Linked DNA regions of Rattus norvegicus: region 2 is linked to region 1. Evidence: chromatin contacts called from public Hi-C data. All regions are on one chromosome and are shown on one strand. Each heading gives the region's core, a stretch centred on a gene start, on an enhancer-like site or on the middle of the called end of the contact. The rest is flanking DNA. Distances are from core to core; before and after follow the strand shown. Region 1 has its middle 99 kb from the start of Sesn3. Region 2 has its middle 45 kb from the start of Endod1.

Evidence for each region. Hi-C and Micro-C count contacts between places; a contact is called where the count stands out from the background.
Region 2: a contact with region 1 is called in a Hi-C map of the A7r5 cell line, with 2.3 times the contacts expected there. The contact joins two enhancer-like sites. A contact is called at or near these places in 2 of 12 Hi-C or Micro-C datasets (the A7r5 cell line and the Rat2 cell line).

The regions. Positions count from the first base shown.
Region 1 is chr8:19,313,427-19,319,612 of GRCr8, forward strand. No RefSeq gene overlaps it. Among named protein-coding and RNA genes, the nearest start is that of Sesn3, 99 kb to the right of the region's middle. Within about 2 kb of position 2,940, at least 15 of the 93 cell types and tissues checked have an H3K27ac peak or open chromatin away from gene starts, as enhancers often do. A contact at or near this core is called in the A7r5 cell line, where this site is marked.
Region 2 is chr8:19,471,914-19,478,099 of GRCr8, forward strand. No RefSeq gene overlaps it. Among named protein-coding and RNA genes, the nearest start is that of Endod1, 45 kb to the right of the region's middle. Within about 2 kb of position 3,743, at least 9 of the 93 cell types and tissues checked have an H3K27ac peak or open chromatin away from gene starts, as enhancers often do. A contact at or near this core is called in the A7r5 cell line, where this site is marked.

The DNA of each region.
Region 1 (6,186 bases), core at 1,690-4,189:
CCTTCTTGTAGAACTTAGCACCATCCACCCAGGGGCGGTACCATCCACAGTGGGCTAGACCCTCCAACATCCATCTTTCGTTGAGAAGATACCCTGGCAGACTTTCCTACAGGCCAATCATCTTCCTGGATGACCTGAGCTTGTGTAATGCTGACAAAACCCAGCCAGCACACTGACCCACGCTCCTGTGCTTACAATGCTTTACCTGGTCCTACTGAACAAACAAAGCTCCCAGCCCAATTGTAGCCCACTGTGGGTGTTGCTATGACTTTCCCAGGCACAGTAAGCTCATTCTTTACCCCTTTCTCCACCCCTATACCTGCTTCAAGTCAATGATGTAAAATATTAAATTCCGATGTGATAATTTACGTATACTATCTCTCAGACTATTACTTCTCAGGATTGAATTGTGTATTCAGACAAATGCTGTGTTGGGCAGTCACTTATTTATAATTTCTTTTCTGAGCACTGATTCTCATTTTATAGATGAGAAAACTATCCCTCTGGTGTTCAGATAAATTCCCCAAAGTTGTGTAATGAGCAAGCAGGAAACGGTACTTCTAAGGTCAACGTCATGGTCTCTTCCAGTATACCACAGTGCCTTTTGCTTGGCTTTGTTTCTTTGTTCAGAGATCTGGGCACTCAATAAAGGAATAAAAGTCGAACGGTAAGTGCTTTGAGAGCAGGACCTCATCTAGAATTGAGAGCAGAATCCATTCCTGTAGCTAGTTTAAGGCCTGTACCCTTTAAGTAGTCCATAAACGTTTGAACAAGGTAGTTTAACATGCGTGCAAATGGATTCCATGGTACACCTGCCGTGGCAGCATGACTGTAACTGTACCTACGAGAAGAGCAGCTCTGCACCAACTATATAAAGAAGCCGTCCTCCATGCTAACATGTATGCTACCCACAGCCTAACCCAATGGGGAAGCCATTCTAGATGTGTACACACAGGTTTTAGCCATCCAGTCCTGGCAGGCCTGTGCAAATGTAGTGCCACAAACAGTATCTGAATTCTGGTCCTCAGGAACCTTAGCCACTAAGCCATCTCTCCAGCCAGAAGGTCCCTTGTGATGGTTAATCTTGCCATCATGGAGAGCCTCTGGAATCCCGTATAAGGCAAACCTCTGAATACGTCTGTCGACGGAGTTTCCAGAGAAATTTAACTGAGAAGTCCCACCTTGAAAATGGGAGGCGTCTGGAGTCTCAGGCTGTGTAGGAAAGCAAGCTTGGCGCCCAAGTTCTCTCTGATCTCTGGCTGTAGGCACATTAGGTCCAGCCCCGTCCCTCACACTCCTGAGGGACACTTCCCAGCATGCTTTCTCTGCCAGGATGAACCAAAGGAAACTCTCCCTTCCTTAAGTTGCTTCTGCTGGGATTTTGTCAGAGCCATAGGAAAGTGAATGTTTCCCCACAGTGACGTAGCAGCACGAGCTGGAGAAGCAACCTGCGCTCCATAGCCTAATCACAAACAAACCTGCATCCAGTTTACCGACTAACTGCAAAAATCAGGTTGTCTTAGGTGCCTCATCACTCTATTATTTTATAAGATTTTACTTCTACCCATTATCTCCTTATTTGATTGGAAGTGTTAAAGGGCCACTTTAGGACAAGTATGTCAAGTAACATTGACCGTGAAGAGTTCAAGCCTTCAGGGCCTGGGTCAGGAGAGAGAATGGTCCCCGAGGGTGTGGTAGGCCCTGGGAGGAAGAAGACACCGAGAAGCAGTTTGCACAGCCTGCTCATGGAATGCTTGCATTTCAAATTGCTAATACCGTGACTCAGGGGGAAGGAATTGCAGGGTAAGAAGGTTTCCAACCTACCCAGCTTACATTGCCATCTTTTCTTTAGACTCTGCCAAATTGAAATGTAAACAGTGCCTTAACTTGCTGGAGTCTTCAGGGGAGAGGACGATCCATGTGGAGCCTCTTGGTCTCTGGGTTTGTCCGTGTTTATGGGCGCTACTTTTCCAAATAGCTGCTGTATTTGTCTGCAAGACAAATAAATGAAAGCAAGGAGCATTTTGCCTGCGGGCTGGTGAGCATGGCCTCATGGGGACATGGTTTCCAGAGCCTTCTGGCAGTAACCTGTCTGAAAACAGCAGAGAGAACAGCAAAATTTTTGGCCACACTTCTTGATTTTTCCATTGGCTCTGCACATCTGGCACTTCTCCCCGCCACCAATTCCCAACAATCGTCCATTGGAGAAGTCGTCCTCTTAGGATGCCAGTGCCCCATTGAGGCTGGGGAGAGTGGGAGCCAAGCTCACAAGATGGCCAGGCTCCACCTCTCCAAGTCCGTCTTCCATAGCCCCAGAAAGGGACTCCCACTGTTTCTGGAGCAAAAGAAGACAGTAGCAGACATGGACACCATGATGAGAGAACAAAGCCAACAGTGCTGTGAGGAAAAATCCCACCAAAGACATGAGGAAAACCGGGAGAAGGGCAGGAGGAGAAGTTGGGAGATGAGACCGGCATTAATGCCAATATTGAGAGGTAACAAAAGACGGCTCCTCTGTTCTCAGAGAGCTTTAACATGCACCATTTCAGTGCCTACTCACAGCGCCCAGGATGGGTGTCAGAAGTGCCTTTTCCTAACAATGGCATTTCAGGGAGATCAGCTTCCTGGCTACACAACAACTGACTAGAGCTTTTAAACCAGAACTTTGTGCCTCCTTCCCCAACCCTGGGCTCAAACAAGGGACAGGCTGCCTCATGCAAACGTGCACTGGTGACTTAACACACACGGGCAGCTCTGCTGTTATTCAGGGGAGGGGACAACCTTGTGAAAAGGAGTCGGGATTCTCAACTGCAGGGAAGAAACCGGCTGGGCGAAGCTCGGGCAAGTTGCTTCGGGTCACGGGTCACGTAGCTAGAAGAAGCAGAGCTGGAATTTGATCTCCAGTCTGCCTGACGCCAAAGAGCAGAGCAAGACCAGCCCTGCAGTCCTGGCAGCAGTCTGTGTCTGCTGCCCTGGTCCTGTGAGGGATGGAAAATACCCTGCCCAAGCCAAGTGCCCTGCGCTGGATCCCAACAACACCACCTCCCAGCTTTGTGACCTTGTCCAAGTCAGGTTACCTCTCTGATCCATAAAAGGAAGAAGCCAGAATTAAAACCTAGATCAAAAGTCAACTCGTGTACACACAATGTTTGTGCATATTTGGATCTTTGCATAGGAATGGAGTTACAAAAGAGACAGGGAAGTGCCACCCACAGACAGGGCAGAGCAATACACATGAGGCCTGTGGGAAGTTGCCCTTTTGAATAGCAGATGTTAACAGAAATGAATCCGATCCCCTGTCCCGGGTACCCACCCCCCAACCCTGCCCTCAATGGTGCTGCCCTGGAGGGAAGGCAGCTGCTGATCCCTAGACAATGTCTCCTAAAATAGGTGCTTAGCATCAGAGTAAGGACTCAGGTTTTGCTCCCCCAGAGAACACGGGATGACAGACCTGGCTGTGCACTAGATAGACACAAGCTCCCTTCCTAGGAGCCACCACTTCCTCTCTCCCTTAGAGACCCTTGTTCATATCCCCATCCCCATACCTACTTGTTTTCCCTACAGATATCGTCAAGGGTCAGATTCTTTCAAAGTTACTGAGTACACCAAGGATAATTAACTTATTTAACACAGTGTCTGCTGAGAACCTACTGTGTGCCAAGGCAATAGAGGATAGAAGGGCAGGTGTGTGGTGCTCTCTAAGACCCTGAAGAGAGGAGGATCGCAGAGCCTGGAGACTTGCTTTCCCCCTCCTGTGGGTCCTCTCTGCTAAGAGACAAACAATCCTTCCCCATGTTTGCTTATTTTACATCAGGACTGACTGACTTCCTGGCCTTGCTCTAGTCCTCAACATTTTCCATTTTCCTGAAGTCTAAATTAAATCCTTTGGAAGACTGCATCTTTGTCTTACCTCATTTTAGGAAAGAAAATACCAGAGAATTCCCAAGTCACTGCCATTAATCACCTCCCTCTCCTAAGTAGTTACAGGTAACAAGGCAGCGAGCGGCAGCAGCAGCAGCAACACACAATGACATCACACCTCTCTGCGAGACAGCACTACCAATCTTTCATTTGGGCAACTCTGTTCTTCTGGTCTTCCACTTCCTTGGATAAATCTAAAATAGCAAACTGGAGATCAATGGTGGGGCTTTCTTCCAGAAAAAGCTTTCTAAAGTCAAATTTTAATACTGTATGGGGCATGAAGCTCAGAAGTGTGCTGGGAATTTCACAGCCACAAAATGGCTTCCTAGGAGTGTGTCATGGTCTGTATTCAACACTAAGTCTTCAGACCCAGTTGAATGCAGACAGATTCAACATTAAGCCTTCAGAGCCAATCAAATACAGAGGGACATTAACAAAATAATCAGGATGGACTCAGGCCAGCTCTAACATGGAAACCAGAAAGGACTCCACATTCCAGTGTGAAGGGGGGAGTCACCCATAGGCCCAGCTCTGATCTCCCTGCACCCTCCCATACAACTGACTGAGAGACTTACCCTCATCCCTACTGTCCTCATAGCCATGTACGACACTTGATTCTCTTCCTCAAGAGCCATTTGAATCACAAGCTTCACCGTCCGATATCCTTAATATTATCTGGATGGTTCCCTTCCTAGAGTAATGTAACTCACTTACCACAGACAGCATCTTTAGGAGTAAACAATATTAACACACCTTCAAAGTGTCCTCAGTGAAAACATTTTGGAAAAAACCTATGTCTAGAGATAGTCCTGTCAGCCATCTTTTTGACCTATGTTGAGCATGCCCAGAAGTGTTCCTGACAGCCATATTAACCTTTGAGGCCTAGGTTCCATGACCTTGAGCTAAGCTTGCCCAAACATAAGTCTGCTATCTTCTATTCTTAAACAGTCACTCTAATCTAAGCATGCTTATAATAGGCATGCCTTAAACTGGGCATGCTCAAAAAAACATTTACTTCTGGAATATTTTCCTGTGAGACCATGTATCATCTGCTTGAATGACACCATAGTTGTGGTGATTTGAATATGCTTAGCCCATGGGAAGTGGCACTATTAGGAGGTATGGCCTTAGTAGAAGAGGTGTAGCCTTGTTAGAGGAAATGTGTCACTGTGGAATAGCACTTTGAGGTCTCATGTATGCTCAAGTCTACCAATGAGATACAGAGCCTATTCTTGGCCACCTGCAGAAGACAGTTTCCTCCTGACTGCCTTCAGATCACAGTGTAAAGCTCTCAGCTCCTTCTCCAGTACCACATCTGCCTGGATGCTGCCAGGCTTCCCAGCACAATGATGATGGACTGCGCCTCCGAACTGTAAGCCAGCCCCCAATTAACTGTTTTCTTTATGGGTTGCCTTAGTCATGGTGTCTCTTCACAGCATTGAAACCCTAACTAAGATAATAGTATTTGGTTTGTCCAAGGAGGTGCTTCTCTCAGGGTAACTCCAGTTGCTGTAGGCAATATCTTTCTCCATTCTTTTATGTCTGGTAGTGCTCCTTGGGGTATGGCACTCACAAACAGGAGATCCCAACCATGGTTAGTTACAGGCACCCAACATTTCAGTTCAGTTAAACACTTGATTGTCTCCTGGCCCCCATGGCTCCAAGTCCAGTGTCATTGATCCCATCATCTTATACTTCTCTAAGTGAGAAACAGTCTTCTTCCACATTGATGCTTTTTTACCGGTACACTCTGTCAACCCTTTGACTCCACCCCAGTGCAGCAGTTGGTACCAAAAGAAATTGAAATGATTCAAGCCTATTGTGATGTCTGATTCCTTGTTACCACTCTGCTCCATAGCATTTTTCATTCCATCCATGGTATTGTAATTACTTTGAGTGGAAGTTATATCTTACCCCATTGATGTACAGCCATGATAGTGGACCAGAGCAGAGGCTCTAATCTGTGAAACAGAGGCAGAAGCTACAATACATCTTTCCTCCTGGGATATCTGCAAAGACGTTCCCATGTCTGTCACTTTCCCAGATTCTTTCAGTCAAACCACAGCCAGCATCCCCCCAGGAACTCATGCAGCTGGTTCCCTTCTACCAAAGGAACCTGTTCCCTTACCACTGTCAGAAAAGACAGATGGTTCTCCGTGGTGCGCTAGCATACCAAAGTGCATGCTGGCCGCCAGGCTCCCTCAGTATCACAAGTACCTGTTACACATTTCACAATCCATGCTGGCATCTGGCTCTTCTCACCCT
Region 2 (6,186 bases), core at 2,493-4,992, 160 kb after region 1:
CTCTACTAAGGTGTACAAGTGTGTGCTCAAAAATAGGAGATAACTTTCTTCTCTGGCTAATTTAACTTTTAAAAATGTTTTTAATTTTTTTCTAGCCCTAAATAGGCCGTGTGATTTAATGAAAGTATGTAAGATAGTCCATTGATCCACTCTGACCTAGGAACATGACTACAGGACTCAGGAAAACTGCAACCTGCTGCATTTTGGCGGCGGCGGTGGGGGGGTCTTTCCTTCCATATACTAAAGTTTAAATCATGCGGACACTTTTGATGTTAGGTTCCCATTCTGTGGGGGAAAAGTCCATCTCAGAAAATGTCTCAGTCACCAGAATCTCTCGAATTTGGCATGACTCAAAGTATGGGAATTCCATAAAATGCCATTTGTCTTGATATCTGGGGATCTGAGATGTTTTTAAGACACTGAGGCAAAGATAGCAAGTAGACTAATTGGACCTTTGTATGAGGGTGAGATGGCTTAGGGAAACAGAGGGGGTGAAGGAGGGTTGCAGGACCAGGACAAGTGGAAAGAGCCAAGGAACAGAAGGACCAGTGATGCAGAGAAAAAGGCTCCTTACCCCCATCCTCATGCTGGCTTCAAGGGGGAATGGAGCAGATGTGGCCCTTACATGGGACTTACTCATGGTGCTGGGGGTGGGGTAGGGATGGAGGAGGAAAGGCAAGAAAACCAAACAGCTACCTGACTACATGTTGGAGAAATAAGAGTAAATGTTGAAGTGGATCAGCCAGTCTGTGCTGGGATGCCAGTGAGGGGCAGGCGCCCTGGGCTGCGTAACTACAGGTTCTGTGGTAGCGTCTCAGCTCCTGGTGTCGAGAAGTGCTGGCGGTGAGGGAATTCCCTCTACCTGCTGCCTGCTTGCCCACTGCCAGGTCTTCCCTCCCCAGCTGCTTTCTCAGGACGTTTAGGAACAGAATGACTATGGGCCTTGGCCACTGAGTGTCTTCCAAAGAACTCATAACAGCTGAAGAATCCACTCAGAGCAACAAAAGACTATGATAGGCAGGGCGAGCCATCGCAGGCCCGAGCCCAGGTGTAGGCAGATGGGCGTACTTGGCGCTCTCTGGGCACCTGAGGCGGTGCAAAGCATTGTGAAAGCTTGGTTAACACTCTCGAAACTGTGTTAGTGGGTCTCACTTCTTTCCTGGGAGGGCTTAAGCAACGTAAGGACTACTGTGATATGTAACCACCCTTCTACCAACACCAACTACCCTGAACTCTCCAAGATCTCTCCGAACCATCGTAGATTTCAGCAGCTCACCTGGCTGCTGAAGGCAGCCCCTGCCAGGGCTGTTTCAAGCAGTTTGTGTCTGACTTTCTATAACCGCAATCCTAGATGAACCACTTCCTCCTTGGCCAAAGAGACAGAACTTCCCAGAGCGAAGGGACGGTGGTGATTGGTGCCAAGGAGCAAGGCTGTGATTGGTCCAAAACACAAGCATTAATGACTGCGATTGGTGCTAAAGGGAGGGTTGATCCAAGCAAGTGGCAGTGATTGGTCCAAACACCCCTCAAGAGACATTCTCCCATGCTACCTGCTTGCAACATGAGGCCCAGTAAAGGATAGGAACTCGTTGGCTCGCCCCTCCCTCCTTTCTCCACCCTTCCTTCTCTTCTTTCCCCTACTTTCTTATGCAGGGCGAGCTGGTAACAGACCCGGTAGATGGGGCAGCTGTAGACTTGATAGCCTATAAAGAGGTAGACTCAGCAGCTGGGACCATTACTGCCCAGTTTTTAAGCCCCATCACTCTGCTTCCACACAGATTAGCTTTCATTCATTAGTAGCCACTGCTTAACAGCTGAAACTCCTGCAGAAGGTGGCTCTCCTGCTGTGTATCCCGCCTGTCCACTGGGGGCGCTGTCTGCTTGCATGGATCCTACTGGACGGCCAACAATCCGGCTAGCAGCAGATGCTGATGCCCAGTTCCTAAACACTCAGCTGGCTGTTCCAACACCCATGAGTAATAAGTGCCCGGCTCTCATGCACTGCCCCAGGGAGGCCAACTTCTCAGCTAATCCAGATAGCAGGTACAGAAGGGGTCAGGCAGCCTTGCTAATAACAATTCCAGAGCAACCAAGAGAGAGCAGAACACTAATAAAAGGCTCTGAGGAGCCAGATAGGAGACCGTGCAGGCCTTGCTCGCCAGCAGAGCTCCAGAGAGCTGGCCACAATAACACTGGCCACTGCCAGGAGTCCAGGTTCAGATACTGAGGCCAGCAAAGGAGCTACAACGTTTGTAACGTCCAAGCCAACAGGGACTGTTAAGAATAGAGAGTGCCACCTACTAATGCTGACTGCCCCACTCCATCAGACCAGCATTAACAGCCATCTCCTGTCAGACCAGCATTAACAACCATCTCCTTGCTCAGCCTGGATTTCATCCAGGTACAGCGAGTAGAGCTCTCATCCTGCTGATTATTGGCACTTGGACTCTTCCCCGGACCTGGAGCCCACACAAAGTGGTACATGGTGGACCCTTGAGGGGACCAAGCCCTTGGCTAAAGCAAAAATTACCCAGCCAATGTAGGGTATATCTTAGCCATGCCAAGCCAACACCAATGCAAAGCCAAGCAGTGGTTGCCAAGGTGATTTTTATGCTCAGAGCACGAATCGCTCAGATGGTCACACTTACTGGGGCCCAAGCTGTCTGGATACAGCCTAACGGGTTGGTTAGTTGTCTGAAACTAACCCCAGACTAAATCTTGATATTGATTCAGCAAGTTCTTAGGAAGTGTGGTCTGGTGTACTGCAGTCCCGTCTAACTGGGCACACGGGCAGCAAGCCTTCAAGGCAATAGGGCTTGTGCAATGTGGCAAAGCTTCTGTGAGTTCAAGGCCCTCCCCAACCTATTCGGACCCAGTGCAAACCATCATTCCTCCACCCTGCATATATCTGTCCTCATTAACAGCTGCGCTGTCCTCTTCCTGCCTCTGACCACACACCCAGTAAGTACCTCAGCTTCCCTCAAACCTGCCATGTCTACTGAACTCCCACCTGTCTTTCAGGGTGCAAAGCAAATGCCACCTCCTCTTTGAAGCCCCTGCCCCACACCTTCTCCAAGAAGCTGCTCCTTTCTCTGCACCTCCACTCTCCCCCCCACCTCCTATGAGTGAGTGATAAACAGCGGCAGGCACCAAGGCCCCGCCAGCCAGGAACTTAGAGAGCAGGCTTTGAAGTGAGCCCAATCTTAGAACACAAAACACAAGATCGAGTGACCTGCGTGCGGGCACACAGCCCATCACTGGCCAAGCCAGGCCCTCTGACACCAAGCGAGTACTCTGGACCACTGTGCTGAGCTGCTAACTCCAGGGCCCATTACACTCAAGACTGTCCCATCCATTGCGGGGGGGGGGGGGGGGGTGGGGTGGGGGTGGGGGTGGGGAGACAGCCAGGATCGTATTTTAGCCACTTCCACAGCTCCTAGCACCTGACTCATGAGTATATGCCAGGTCCTGCCTGCCAGACACTACAGCAGGAGGATTGAAAGAAAACTACTAGCCCAGGAGAACCCTTCTCTCACTACATGCTAGTCCCCTTTCTGCCCATGATTTCTAATCTCTTCACAGCAGGCCTGTCCACCGTGCCTGGTATTGCTCTTTGAAGGTAGGCTTTTAACAGAGCTACTTCTATTGTGTCCGTCTGGTTAAGAATCCCACTGCCAGGTTTATCCTGTACAGCTCTGAGCCCACTGCTACCACAAAGGCTACATTCCTGAGGAATGAGAACGACTTTGCAGAGAAAGAAAGGGGGCAGGATTTAGACAGCACCAGACTTGCAGAGGGACCCTGGCTGGCCATACAGTTCCCAGAGGCAGCTGGGATATCTGGAGGAGGAAGAAGCCTTGAAGAGGGAGATCTTTGAAGGCACAGCTGGCTGCACACCAGTCCTGGAGCTGGCAGTCTGCCTTGACCAGCTCAGACCAGCCAGAATGTCACTGGGAAGGTCAACAAATCAGAGGGTTTTGTTGTTTAAAGCTTTCAGAGTTGGGTTCTAATCAGTACATGAGACATCATTTAAGCCAACACTTAACCTGGTCTAAAAACACTGACTTGGAAGCTGCTTGAAAGGACAGTTGGGTGGGGGACAGCTGTGGCCGGGGAGTGTTGGGATGGAGACATCCCTGGTCTGATACTTTGCCATCTCTCTACGGCTGATGTGCTTGTGAGTTTTCCGATCTCTGGCAAATACACACTAAGCATGTATCGGCAACAACGTTTCAAGTGGCATTTAAAAGTGCACAGGATAGGGTCGGGTCTACATAACTCTGACACTAAGGAGATAAGAGACAGAGGGAGCGGGCATGGCCAAATCCCTTAGGACTGCTCTTCGGCCTGCTGGAGAGACAGAGTCAAGGACCATCGAAGCTGCCCCTAGACAGACAGGGCACTCTGATCCTAAAAAGGGAAAGCGCAGGGAGGGGTATGGATGTCCTGCATGGCAGGGGCTCTAGTGTGGGAGGAAGATGGCTGTGAGGAGTGGACATGGTCAGCTGGTAGAGAAAAGCTAGAGCAGGGTTCATGCTGGACAGTGGTGAGAGGAACAGAGCCAAGAGCCCAGACAAGTTTCCAAGCACAGTCCAAGCAACTTGTCTTAGTCCAGGCTTCCACTGGGAAAGTTGACACTCTGACGTGTGTGTGTGTGTGTGTGTGTGTGTGTGTGTGTGTGTGTGTGTAAGTATGTGGGGGTGGCAGTGTGTGTATGTATTTGCCTTAACTGAGATTCATTATATAGTCTTAAAATCTACATGTGAATGTCTGGGATAGGGAAATGTTTGTTCTGCGTCTATCATACCTTCAAACACACACCATTTCCCTCTCACCACATGCCTTTCGTTAACCACCTACATGATTCTGAGTTCCTGGCTCCAGCTACAGAGGCAATGCGGAACCACTGGAAGGATTCAGAATGAGAGAAATGGAGTTTTAGAACAGTCGTTCCCATAGGAGGTTCCCAGGTAGAATTACAGGAAGCCCAAGGACAGTTGAATTCCTTACGAGTGATTTTTTAAAAAATATAAGTAAGTATGGGTCATACAATACCCCCCTCAGAGTCTTAATTTAAAGGAGCATCTATTTTCTCCCTTTGCCAAATCTGGCAATCTTGCCCACATAGGATACGGCGAACAGGAATAAATGAAGGAAGAAGTCCAATGGAGAGGCGTTGAGAGAGCTGCAGAGCCATGAGGTGACTCTGTCCTCTGTGAAGCAGGTAGGCAGGATGCTGTGAGCAGTTCTGCAAGATGAACAGTTAGAGCAAGCAGATGACTAGGGTTCCATGGCACGGGCCAAGCAGTAGCCCTAGACACAGAGATGCAACTCTCGAATTAGACGGGGGACTTCTCTTCCCCCATGACTACCATTGTCAGGAAGAGTACAGAGCTTGTGCACACATCTTTCGCCTACTGTATGTGAGCATTTGACCACGAGCCCTGGCCACACTACCTGCCGTGTCTATGCTGGGAAGGTCATGTCTCTTCCTTCCTGCCTGCCTGGTTATTTTGAGCAAAGGATGATAGAATACCAACCCGCCCCTTGGCCTACATGGCTTGGACTTGTATAATCCCGGTTTCTCTACGTGCTAATGGCTGTGGGGCAGACTACCCAGCCTTTCTCCCCAGACAGAAGGCAGTTTATGATTTGCCCTTCTCTTTGCATTAATGTTTCTCTCCGTGTCAGTTTTAGGAGTAACACTTATGTTATATCTAAACAGCTCTGTACCACAAATAACGGGCGTGGAAACCAACTCCCTAGGACAGTGGTTCTCACCCTGCCTAATGCTGGACCCTTTAATACAGTTCCTCATGTTGTGGTGACCCCCCACCATGAAATTACTTCTTGCTACTTGTAATTTTGCTACTGTTATGAACTGTAATGTTCTGACAGGCAGGAGATCCAGTGCAACTCCCAAAGGGGTTGAGAGTCACAGACTGAGAACCACAGCGCTGGAGCTTGGGTTTCCTCAAGTTCCCCATCAATCACTGTGGTCTTAAAAGCCCTTCCAGCCCCACAGCTGTATCCCGACAAACTCCGCTTCCAGCCAGGCCCTCTGCAGACAGAGAATGGCTTTATCAAGTGTTTAGTGCTTTCCATAAATCTCCCAAATTAAACCCCTTTACTCTCTCTTTCAGAGTTTTTGAATCTTGGTCAGGGCCATTCCATCCTTCTCAAAAT